Linked DNA regions of Macaca mulatta: region 1 is linked to region 2. A link is a contact called in public Micro-C data. All regions are on one chromosome and are shown on one strand. The core of a region is the stretch at or near the end of the contact, and the rest is flanking DNA. Distances in the headings are between cores, read along the strand shown.

Region 1 (5,331 bases), core at 2,373-4,872, 220 kb after region 2:
ACTAATTTTTAAAATGCATTTTATCTTAACAGGCAATTCCAAAGAGAATACAAATGATCAATACAAAAACAATATTTAAGTTCACAAAAAGCAAAGTAAAATAATGTCATGTCCCTTTTCACCCACCAAACTACTTAAAATTAAAATAATTACCAGTGTAGATATTACTTCTGAGAATGTAAAATGGTACACTCTTTGTGGAATGCAATATGGTAATACAGATCCCAATAAAGGTATACTTTGATTCAATAATACTTCTAGAAATCTAGTCTAAGAAAATACGAGATGTGTAAAAATTCACTTAAAAACATTTCACCTCCGTTTAAGCATTTATTTTTATATGAAACACTGGTAAACCTAAATATCCAAAGGATATTTGGCGGTGACTGATTAAATGGAATGTAGTAAACAGCATATACTTTAAACTGCCTGAGGTTCAAATCCTGGCTCTGCCATTTGCTGGGTATATATGTGGATATTTAATCTCTCCAACAGCATGTATAATATCTCAAATGCATTAGAAACCATCAAAAACACATTCACATAAATATGGAAGAATATGCACCAAAACGTTATTTCTCATTAGTGACATTGTAGGTAATGGTTACTTGGTTTTACTTATGCTTTTTGTAACTACCAAATTTTCTGTAATAAACTTTTCAATAAAGGAAAGCAGTAAGTTATGAACAATAATAGAACCACCAAAGGCCAAAAAGAAGTTGCAGAAAGAGAAATCTTAAGGTTTCAATGATCCAAAACACAGATATGCAAATCCAAACCCTATGAATCTGTCTCTTGAATAAAGTTATTTGCTAAAAAACAACAAACAAACAAACAAACATCTGGCCAGGCACGGTGAGGTGGCTCACGCCAGTAATCTCAGCGCTTTGGGAGGTCAAGGAAGGAGGATCACTTGAGGTCAGGAGTTCAAGAGGGCCCAGTCCCCTTCCAACTTCTTGTTCAAGACTAGCCTGGCCAACATGGTGAAACCCCGTCTCTACTAAAAATACAAAAAATTAGCCAGGGGTGGTGGTGCATGCCTGTAATCCCAGCTACTTGGGAGGCTGAGACAGGGGAATCACTTGAACCCGGGATGCGGAGGTTGCAGTGAGCCGAGATGCGCCACTGCACTCCAGCCTGGGTGACACACTGAGACATCCTCTCAAAAAAAAAAAAAAAAAAAAAAGACATCTGCAGTCAAAAACCAAGACACATTGAAAGCAAAATAGTGTATTGCTGCCCCCTAAAGTTAACTCTACTCTACTACACCCTTCTTGCTCCATTCTTTTGGTATTAAATGTTGGAGCCGAAAGATCAGAGGTCAATTTATTCAAGTTTACCCCTGGAATGAAGGCATCTAGAACACATGATGCATGCACATTTTATCTTCCTACTAAAGAACTAATTATCCTAGGCCCAGTTACCTCGGGAATAGGAATGTATTTGGAGAAAACATGGGATTTTATTTATCCTATCTTTCATACCTCCCTTCACTGCTCCCTCAATCCCCTGGGGCTATCAGTAAATCGATTAACGCAATTAAACATTTCCAGAAAGTGAAGCAGAAAATATCATGAGTTATGCTACCTCAGGAAGAAGTGTAAGACAGTGAGAAACTAGAGAAGGAAAATAATTTCATTACAGTTGCCCTCTCTTTTTAATTTTAAAGGTAATTTGCCTGTAGTTTTGAACCCCGGATACACATTAGAATCAACTAGGAAAACACTTACTCCCCAGGTAACCTAACATACCGCCAGTGCCAAAACCTTGGTCTGTTTCAACAATCTTTCTTCTGTAGATTAAAACAAAGGCTGAGGATACAAAACAGTTAAGCTGCTTTCATCAGATTATCCTCAACAAATGATGACAACCTCAAGGTAGGAATAGTTAGAAATAGGTTAGGAATAGAAAGTTTTATATTGGAGAGGCAAACTCAAATGCTAACAAGAGCCAGAAAATAAAAATCTGATCCTTAAATGACAGTTCAATTTGCAAAAAATACTGTTCAGACCAAGAAAATATGCCCTCGGGCAATATTTCGATTGTAAGCCACTGTTTTTTTAGCTTCTGTTTCACACAGCTATCATCAGGGTCAAGTAATAAGCTTTTGACTAAGACTGTTAGACCTTAAAACGAATCTCGGAAAGTCCGCTCTTGCCTATAGTACATTGGAAGAAAAAACGCAACAAAAAACTGTAAAACCTGCGGAATTCTTTTGAAGAAAGATTCTAGCGGCTATCCATGAAGTCTCACAGTGCATCACGTGGAAATGGGAGTCTGACTTAAAGGGGGAGGGGGGCAGTCTTGGGAGAGAATTATCCTCCACAGCAGCAGAAGTTGAAGAAAAGGCAATGAGACCAATGTCTTTTTTTTTTTTTTTTTTTTTTTTTTTTTTGAGGTGGAGTTCGCTCTTGTTGTCTAGGCTGGAGTGCAACAGCGCGACCTCCGCTCACTGCCACCTCCGCCTCGTGTGTTCAAGCGACTCTCCTGCTTCAGCCTCCCGAGTAGCTGGGATTACCGGCGCGCGCCACCACGCCCAGCTAATTTTTATATTTTTAGTAAAAACGGAGTCTCAACATGTTGGCCAGGCTGGTCTCGAACTCTTGACCTCAGGTGATCCCCCCGCCTCGGCCTCCCAAAGTGCTGGGATTTACAGGCCTGAGCCACCGCGCCCTGCCAGAGACCACTGTCATCTTAAGACTGAACGCGGAAAACTTGTCTAAGGACAAAATCAGCCTCTCTGAATCGAGGATGCTTATATGCTGCTTTTCTCATAGGCAACTCTAACTCTAGAGAGTGCTTTAGAACACGTAACCTTGGAAATCTCTTTTACAAAGGAAAACATTCTCAAACAATAAAGGGTTGAGGATAGCTGGTTCAAGCAATGAAATAACTCAAAAAGGTTCCAAAATGTGTTTCTTAAAAAGGTAACATCTATGCCTTTAGCTTTCCCTTAGCAGTCTTCATTTTGCGTAAGAATTTGGTTTTTGGTTTAAGGAGCGAATTCACAACCAACTGGGAGGGGGAAAAAACCAAAAAAGCGAGTAAGTCGGAAGGCGTGAATTCTAATCCAGGCTTTGCCAGTGACCATCCCTACCACCTTAAAACATTATTAAAATAATTAGCTCCTGTGTTAAGTACCTGGAATTACCGAGAACCCCCACTCAGCTCCCTCCCTCCTTCAAAGAGCTCGCAGTCTGGCCAACTCAAATAATATAGAAAGGGGTGTGGCAGCCAAGTATCAGGACCTACACCGACAGACATAGTATTTTAACACTCAACTCATAAGCCTTAAAAATCAAAAAGTACACTTCTTCTGATGACTAGTCAAAATGCAGGTCTAGGACGGGAGTTCCTCTAAATTTTGCTTCTTTACTGGCCGCCACCCCCAGTCGGATGCAATCTGAACCTCCCGCCTCTCTGCCCGGAAATAAATTCAGTTACTTTTTTTCTTGGTGTCGCCAGCAGGTTCCTCTGTTCCCGGGGAAACTGCAGCGGAAGACGGGGGCTCCGGGGTGGTTGTTTCTGGGGAGACCTCCGTAAGTCCTTCCCCTCCAGCAGCACTTGAGGGAGGAAGCTGCAACATGGACTGCGGCTCCTCCGCCATCTTGCTTGGAGAGATTGGAGAGCGGAAGTAGCGATTGAGCGCGTGCAGTGGGCGTGCTTTTTCTCCAGAGAGCGTAGCAAAGGAGGCGCCGGAGACGGGGAACCCAATTCCACAGTGAAACTTGGTGTTCCTGGCAAGTCATTCAAATCGAAGCTGTGGCAGACTTCTGAACGTTAATAACGCAACATGTGTTTCTCCGCGACTACAGACCTCAGTAAAGGAGAGGTGGGCAACGTCTCCGTGCTTGGTCGAATGCGCACACTCCCCTGTTAGGCCGCTGGCTCGGACCTACAAATGTTTCCGCTTTCCTCAGTGCCTGCCCCGCCCAGGCCCCGCCTCTCGGGCCCCGCCCGGCGACACGGGAGCGCGCGCGGGCGCGTACGGGAGGGGGCGGGTGGGGAAGGATCGCCGGCGAGATTACGAGGCGAGGCTCGTGCGCCCGCCCCCGCCCTGGCCCCCAGTGCCCACCCGGTCGGCCCGGCACAGCCATGATTAAGGCGATCCTAATCTTCAACAACCACGGGAAGCCGCGGCTCTCCAAGTTCTACCAACCCTACGTGAGTATCCAGCTGCTGCTGATCCGGGCGAGGGGGAGTCGTTGGCGACGGGCAGCGCCCAGCGCGGCTTCCTCAGAGCGACCCCCTCCGGCGCGCTGCGGCCCTTCTCCCATCCTGGCCGCCTGGCTCTCGCCGGCTGTCAGCCTCCCGGTGGGTGTGGACGGGGTGCCCACCTCCCTGCCGCGCGGTCAGCCACCGACGTGGCTTTGCCCGGGCGGTTCCTCCGCCCGTCGGTGGGCTGCGTGCCTTCCCGGCTGCGCGGGCGAGGCCCTGGAGACTTCCCGGTGCCTGGCCCTCGCCGATCGGGCAGCGGCAGCCCACCCGCGCCCCGGAGCCCTGCGCCCCGGCCCCAAGAGCCAATCCCGCGCGACTGCCTTGTGCCGCCCGCGGCTGCAGTTAGCCCGGGAGGAGGAAGACCGGGCGGGACTTGTTCTTCTCGCCCCCCTCCCCCGACTCCCAGCCTTTCCAAGTGGACTTCTTTCTGTTCTTTGGACAGATGGGCTACTGGTTTTCACTGTAATCCTCTCATAGGGCAGGAACTTTGGCTTCCTGCGTTTGATAACTGCACGCTCTGTACAGTCTCTCTCCTGTATGTTTCGATACGTGACCGACTGCCCAGTGTGACTTTCAGGTGCCTCCTTATTAAAGAGGAAGATACGTGAGGACCTAATGTTTTTATCAGGCCTTTTAGCAGCTGGCTGCAAATTATTGACCCTCGAAGTAACCGGCGACGTTTGTAGTTGAGTGATTGGAACTGTGGTTCTATACGTAAAAGTTATGATTCTTTACCTAAAAGTTTTAGGTTCTATACCTAAAAGTTAAGCTTCTGGTTTGGCATTTTTCCACGTATGGGAATTTGCCATCATTTATAGTTTTTTTCTATTTATGAAGAATAGTAGCATTTGTAGAACTTCTCTTTTAGATGTGTGAATACTGTTTAGTATGGACAAGTGCAGGAGGCATTAAGGTAGTAGAGATAAGTGATTTATTGATGATCGAGGAAGGGTTTTATAGAGGTATGTGCTCATCTGAGCGAAAATTCACTAGCTGAAACACATAAAATTGGGTTCCCAGTGGTAGGATTAATGTGAGGTGTAACTGTTGTGTGGTATTGTGGCACTTTGCTTATAGCCAGAAATGAGCTTTCAATTCAATTTTGAAATTGTG
Region 2 (5,689 bases), core at 2,774-5,273:
TAAACTTTACAGAAACTGAACAAGTTTCCTCCAACTTTTATTCACTTTGAACTAGCCAGACAACTGTGCTAATTAATGTAGATCTATTAGATCACTTAATTCTCCCAGCAACCCTACAAGACTTTTTTCCTTCCATTTGACAGACTGAAAAACTGATGTTAAATATGCGACCCATTTAAGAGTATTCATCCAGTTAAGTGGGAAAGGCAGAACTTGAACTCCAAAGTCATATTCTTAACCTCTAAGCTTACTGTCTGCAATATTTTCCTTCTGAAAATTTTCTCACCCACTTTCCTATTAGCATCATCCAAGCACACACACAGTGAAGTAATAAGGTAGGCCAGTCCTTAGGATTACACCCCATTCATACTTCTATCATAGAACTTAAGTTCATTTTACTGCCAAATTACAAGTGGATTGTGTTTATTAAGTTCTTTTATAGTCAGTTATATGGAATTTGATATATATTTTGTTTTGAACTACACAAGTTGAGTAATGGAGTGGGCTATTCTAAAAGTATATAATCATTTACAACCTTGTTTTCAGGAGACACATAACTGATTAAACAAAATATTGCTGAAACACTTGTCATTAAAGCAAAAATGAGTAACATAAAGGACAACAAGTCTGTTTATTTAGAAAGCCAGTACTTAAGGGCAAACATACTGAATGGAAGGCTGGAGGTAGTTCTGAACAGAACTGCAGAACTACTTTCAAGGGCTTATGCTTAATCAGTTACACTTCCAGCCATTTGGGTTGTACGAACAGAGGAGGGAGAGATTTTTCCTGCGGTAACTGGATAAGTATTTTAAGAGACAAAAGGGGGAAAGGATTAAAGAGAAAGGCTTCCTTACATGAGAAAGAACTGAGTAGGAAGAAAGAGGGAGTGGAGAGAGGTGAAGAAACAGAGGAAACGTATACACTTGTGAAAGAGATGATTAGGAAGAGACATTGGGTTGAATGAAGGGTTCCCAAACCACCATGTGATTGGGTAGCACAAGACTGTTATTTTCAACCTTGAACCCTCTTGGTTAGCATACTGACATTCTAGGTCAGTAGAACAGAGTTCAAACTGTGGATTTAAAAGAAGGATCTGTGACGTGTGACCTTTCCTCACTTAAGAGAGAAGATACTAACTGAACTATGTTACAGATCATTTTGATAATCAAATGAAAATAATTATGCACTTAGGAAACTGTAAAAATATGTAAATGTTAATATACAGATAAAATGTTTTGATATAAAAATGTCTTATCAATTGGAGATTTACCAATCCCCATCCTCACCAAAAAGTAACTTTTTCTCCAAGTGAAAATAATAACTTCATTTTGCTATACTGAATTATCCATACCTGACCATTGTATTTTGAATAATCAAACACATACATACAAACTGAATAGGACCAGAACTTATCATCACCCCACTTCTCTTCCATCAAACTTAAAACAAGTAATCTTGTTAAGTATCCCTTTAAACCTGTCCAATCACCTACTATTGAAACTGAGGATCATCCCAAACCAAGTGTCCCTATCTATCCATACGATCACACAAATCTCTCAATCTTTTTGCCCCTCTCAAATTCATCGCATTCCTAAACCACAATCCAGACAGGACTATTGCCACAACTTCCTGAAAGGTCTTCCCACTACCCAATATCTTCTCCCTCTAACTCAGGGTTTCTCAACCTTGGCATTATTCCCATTTTGAGCTGAATAATTCTGTGTTGTAGGACCCTGTACTGTCCTGTGCACTACAGCACGTTAAGCAGCATACCTGGTCTCTACCTACTAGATGCAGGTAGCTGCCCTTCTAACATGATGGCAAATGTCTCCTGGGAAGGAGGGGTGCCAATCTCCTCATCCTTCCTCATTCCCCACTGAGCAATCACTTAAAAACTTTTTGATAATTACCTGTGGCCTGCAGAAAAATCGAAACCTGTTAACAATGGTATACTATTCACTGTTCTTCCTCCCAGGTAGCTTCAGAACCTCTTTTATTCACAGCCTTACTCATTCTATGTTCCCAAAATGCCACACTACCAGAAATTCTCTGAACAAGTCTTTGCTTTACATCTGCACTGACGGTGCAGTTCAACAGGGTTTGCTAAAGAAGAATCACAGGGCTCAAAATGACAGTGTTTGCAAATCTACAGTTTAATACTGTATGTTATAATGTCATAAATCTACAGTTTATATTATATGACTATATATGTCTATGTAAGCTCTCTGAGGTCAGAGTCAGTCTCTGGGAGGTAGTATAATAAAGTGGTTAAGAATTTAACTTGGGACTGAAAAGAGTCCCAAAAGGAAAAGAATATAAAACATCACAGCCAAAGGCTGTCTCACAGCAAGAGGTCTGAAAAGGTCAGGTGTGGGCTCCTTTGTCTTCCCTCTGTTAGGTCTGTGGCCAGACACATACTCGCTCAGATCTGGAACCACCCAAGTGTGCAAACAAAACACCCTGGAACCAAGGAACACAAAATGGAGTCTTGACCACATTTTAAAATATTTCGCTGGTCACATAGGCATATTCCTGCTATGAAGCTAGTCTCAACAACAGAGCTCTGTGTTGGGGGTGTGGTCTCACCAAGACCAGGAGCAAATCATCAATCTCACTGTTACCAATAAATAATGTTGACAAACTGGTACAAACTGCCCCCAAAGCCCTTGGACTCACAGTCACAAAGCTATTATAATAGCTTTACATTAAAGCTAATAATATATAGTTTTGTGACAATATATGTAACTATAGTCACAAAACTATTATTATTCAGTGTATTTCACTGTCATGCACAAATGTTAGCAATATAGCTCAGGCTAATTTCAGGCCTGCTGGAACTGTCATGAACATATCTGCCTAGGGCCCCTTCTTCTCTCCTCTGCTGCCTTGTCGAACAACGGCTACTTACCTTGCAGACTCAGCTCTAATATCAGCTCCTCAGCTAAATTTCCCAATGATCCTTCTGTCTTCTGCCAGCACTATACCTAGTGTGTACCTTTATTGTTGCATTTAACATTTTATGACTATATATGTCTATACAAGCTCTCTGAGGTCAAACTCAGTCTCTGGAAGGTAGTATAATAAAATACTTCAAATTCAATTAAATTGGAAGTGTGGATTAGAGAGTTGACACTGGGTACTATAGAATATAAATGATTTTCTTTAAGGGAATATTTTAAGGAAGGAAGTTCAATAGGCCTTAAATATGAGAATGGAAAGAAATGCTAGAGGGAGCATTTCTGGAATTCATACATTTTAACATCCGGTCTTAACATCTCTCACTCCAGGTTTATTAGAGGAAAGTCAAATGCTGGGCATCAGCTACCTGGAAGCGATTTTTGAATTAGCCTAAGAACGGGTTAACACGGACAGGAAAGTGCCATCCCTCAACTTACACCCCCAGCCCTGGAGCCGCGAGTTGGGGCCCAGGGACTGCTAGGCCCCTGATACCTGGAACTCCAGGGTGCACTTGGTGCCCTGAGCGATGTCCTCGTAGAAGCACTGCTTGGCGTTGTCAGGAAGCTCGAAGGTGATCTCAGAGGCGCCTCCGGGTCCAGGCACCAGCAGCAGCAGTGCGAGCAGCCCGCAGCCCCAACGGCCCGCGGCGGCCGCCCAGCGCTGCGCGGACCCCGGCCGCGGCATCCCGAGAAGTCGGCGGCCTCAACCGAGCTGCAAGACGCAGGGTCAGTTCTGCGCGGACTCACCGCGCGCGGCAGGCCTCAGCGCAGGCCGCCCCGCAAAGATACACGGCAGAGCAGGTTCGCGCCTGTGGGAGATTCGGGATCAGATCTACCCTCCGGGTTCCTATGAGGGGCGCAGAGGGGCGCACCAGGGGAGGTGAAAGAGAAGCGGAAAAGGACTATGAGGGTCGGAAGTGGGGATTAGCCCTTGGGGGGGAAGGGGCGGAGCCTGAGACACCGGCTCCCGTGACCCGGATGTGTTCTCCTCCGGGGACAGGCGTTAGAGTGCGTACGTGGAAGCCCGCGAGGCGTTGGCTCTTCTTCCGTCGCAGCCTGGGACGAGGGGCGGGGCCAGAGTCGTGGGTGGAGAGGGGCGAGGCCAGGAAAAGGGGAGTGGCGGCCGCGGTGGTTACAGGCTATTGGCGAGGGTAATTACGCTCCACTCACTCGCTTTTTTTTTTTTTTTTTTTGAGACAAGAGTCTCGCCCTGTCACCCAGGCTGGAGTGCAGTGGCGCCATCTGGGTTCACTGCAACCTCCGCTGGGAACTTAGCGCTGGGGAGCATCGAGGGAGTGGTAAAGGGCTCATTTTGCCCTAGGGTGCTAATCTTTGGTGGTAGAGCCCTCTGCAATTTGCAGAGTTTTCTCATAAGTAATAATAAATATTTGGACAGGAGCTGGACAAGGAGTGCGAATTCTAAGAGCAGACTGCAGGTGTTTTGCCATGTACTGGCTGTGACGTCCGGCCACTTGCTTAAACTCTCTGCCTCAGTCTGTCTGTAGAATGGAGATAATAACACCTACCATAGAGAATTATTACAAAGTTTCAATATTTGGAAAAACTACTTAGAAGTGGTTGGTACATAGCAAGCACTAGATGAATTTTTGTTACATAAATTAAACGTCTTCGAGCACGCCTTATCATCAAGCACTGTGCTGAGCACATTACATATATTATGTCATTCCATCCTTCAAACAACCTCATAAGGTATTATTACGCCTTTTCACTGATGAGAAAATTGAGTATCAAAAACATTGAGTAACTGCCTATGATCACACCACTGATTTGTGTTGAAGTGCTTAAAAATAATAGTATTAATAAGTAATAATAATAACAGCTAACAGGTGATGATTCTTATAGTGCATTATACATTTTCTCATACATTATACACACGAAGTAGATATTATTCCTTTTCAAATGATTAGATGAGGGTCTAGTCAGCAGAAGATGAGTAGAGGGTTTTATGAAAAGGAAATAGAGGCAGATAGAAAGCAGTCAGACAGGGAAATGAGAGGGTGAGAGTAGGGGTGAGTGGGTAGTGGGGTATGAAGGGAGGAAGATGCAGGGCTGCTGTGCAGTCCTCCAGCCGCCTGAAGTGCCCAAAGTCTCCACAGTGGGGAAATGAGGGGAGAAGATTTGAAGTCAAGGTTCTTAGTTATTGGGTGGGGATCTGGGGAAGGTTGAGCCTTCCTGAGAAATGGGCCAGAAACCGAAGCATTATTTGTCTTAGTGAGTAGGAAGAAATCTGAATTCGAAAAGAGAAAACATGGGTTCTTATTTACTAATTATGTGACCCGGGACAAGTAACATTGATCTTCTAAATAAACCTCAGTTTCTTCATACATCAAATGGTAATACAAACAAACAGACACAAAAGGATGAATACGATTAAAATCACAATGCAATACATTACATACTGCTAGATAGGCAAAAATTTTAAGTGTAACAGTAACAGATATTGGTCAACTTACAGAGCCACAAAACCTCTTATACACTGCTAGTGAAAAAGCAAATTGGTTAATTAAGTTGGAAAACAATGTGCTGTTATCTAATAAGGTAGAATATATGTATACACATAACACACACACCTATATTCAGTGTGTGTGTGCATATATATATATATATATATAGCCTGGAATATATAGCCACGGCCTGGAAATTTCACTTTACATATATTTATAGAGTATATGCTTTAGAGCAGTGGTTCTCAAGTGTTGCTCTGAAGACCC

Evidence for each region. Hi-C and Micro-C count contacts between places; a contact is called where the count stands out from the background.
Region 1: a Micro-C map of CD4 T cells shows a contact between it and region 2, with 18 times the contacts expected there. The contact joins the promoter of ATG12 here to the promoter of TMED7 in region 2. A contact is called at or near these places in 6 of 14 Hi-C or Micro-C datasets (CD4 T cells, blood, fetal cortex germinal zone and 3 more).

What each region holds. Positions count from the first base shown.
Region 1 is chr6:124,810,123-124,815,453 of T2T-MMU8v2.0, forward strand. It overlaps ATG12 (autophagy related 12), which reads right to left and starts at 3,623. Exons shown (of 3, transcript XM_078005114.1): 1 at 3,445-3,623. The coding sequence starts at 3,607. AP3S1 (adaptor related protein complex 3 subunit sigma 1) reads left to right here and starts at 3,944. Exons shown (of 6, transcript XM_028849668.2): 1 at 3,944-4,164. The coding sequence starts at 4,096.
Region 2 is chr6:124,587,185-124,592,873 of T2T-MMU8v2.0, forward strand. It overlaps TMED7 (transmembrane p24 trafficking protein 7), which reads right to left and starts at 4,024. Exons shown (of 3, transcript NM_001204339.2): 1 at 3,451-4,024. The coding sequence starts at 3,642.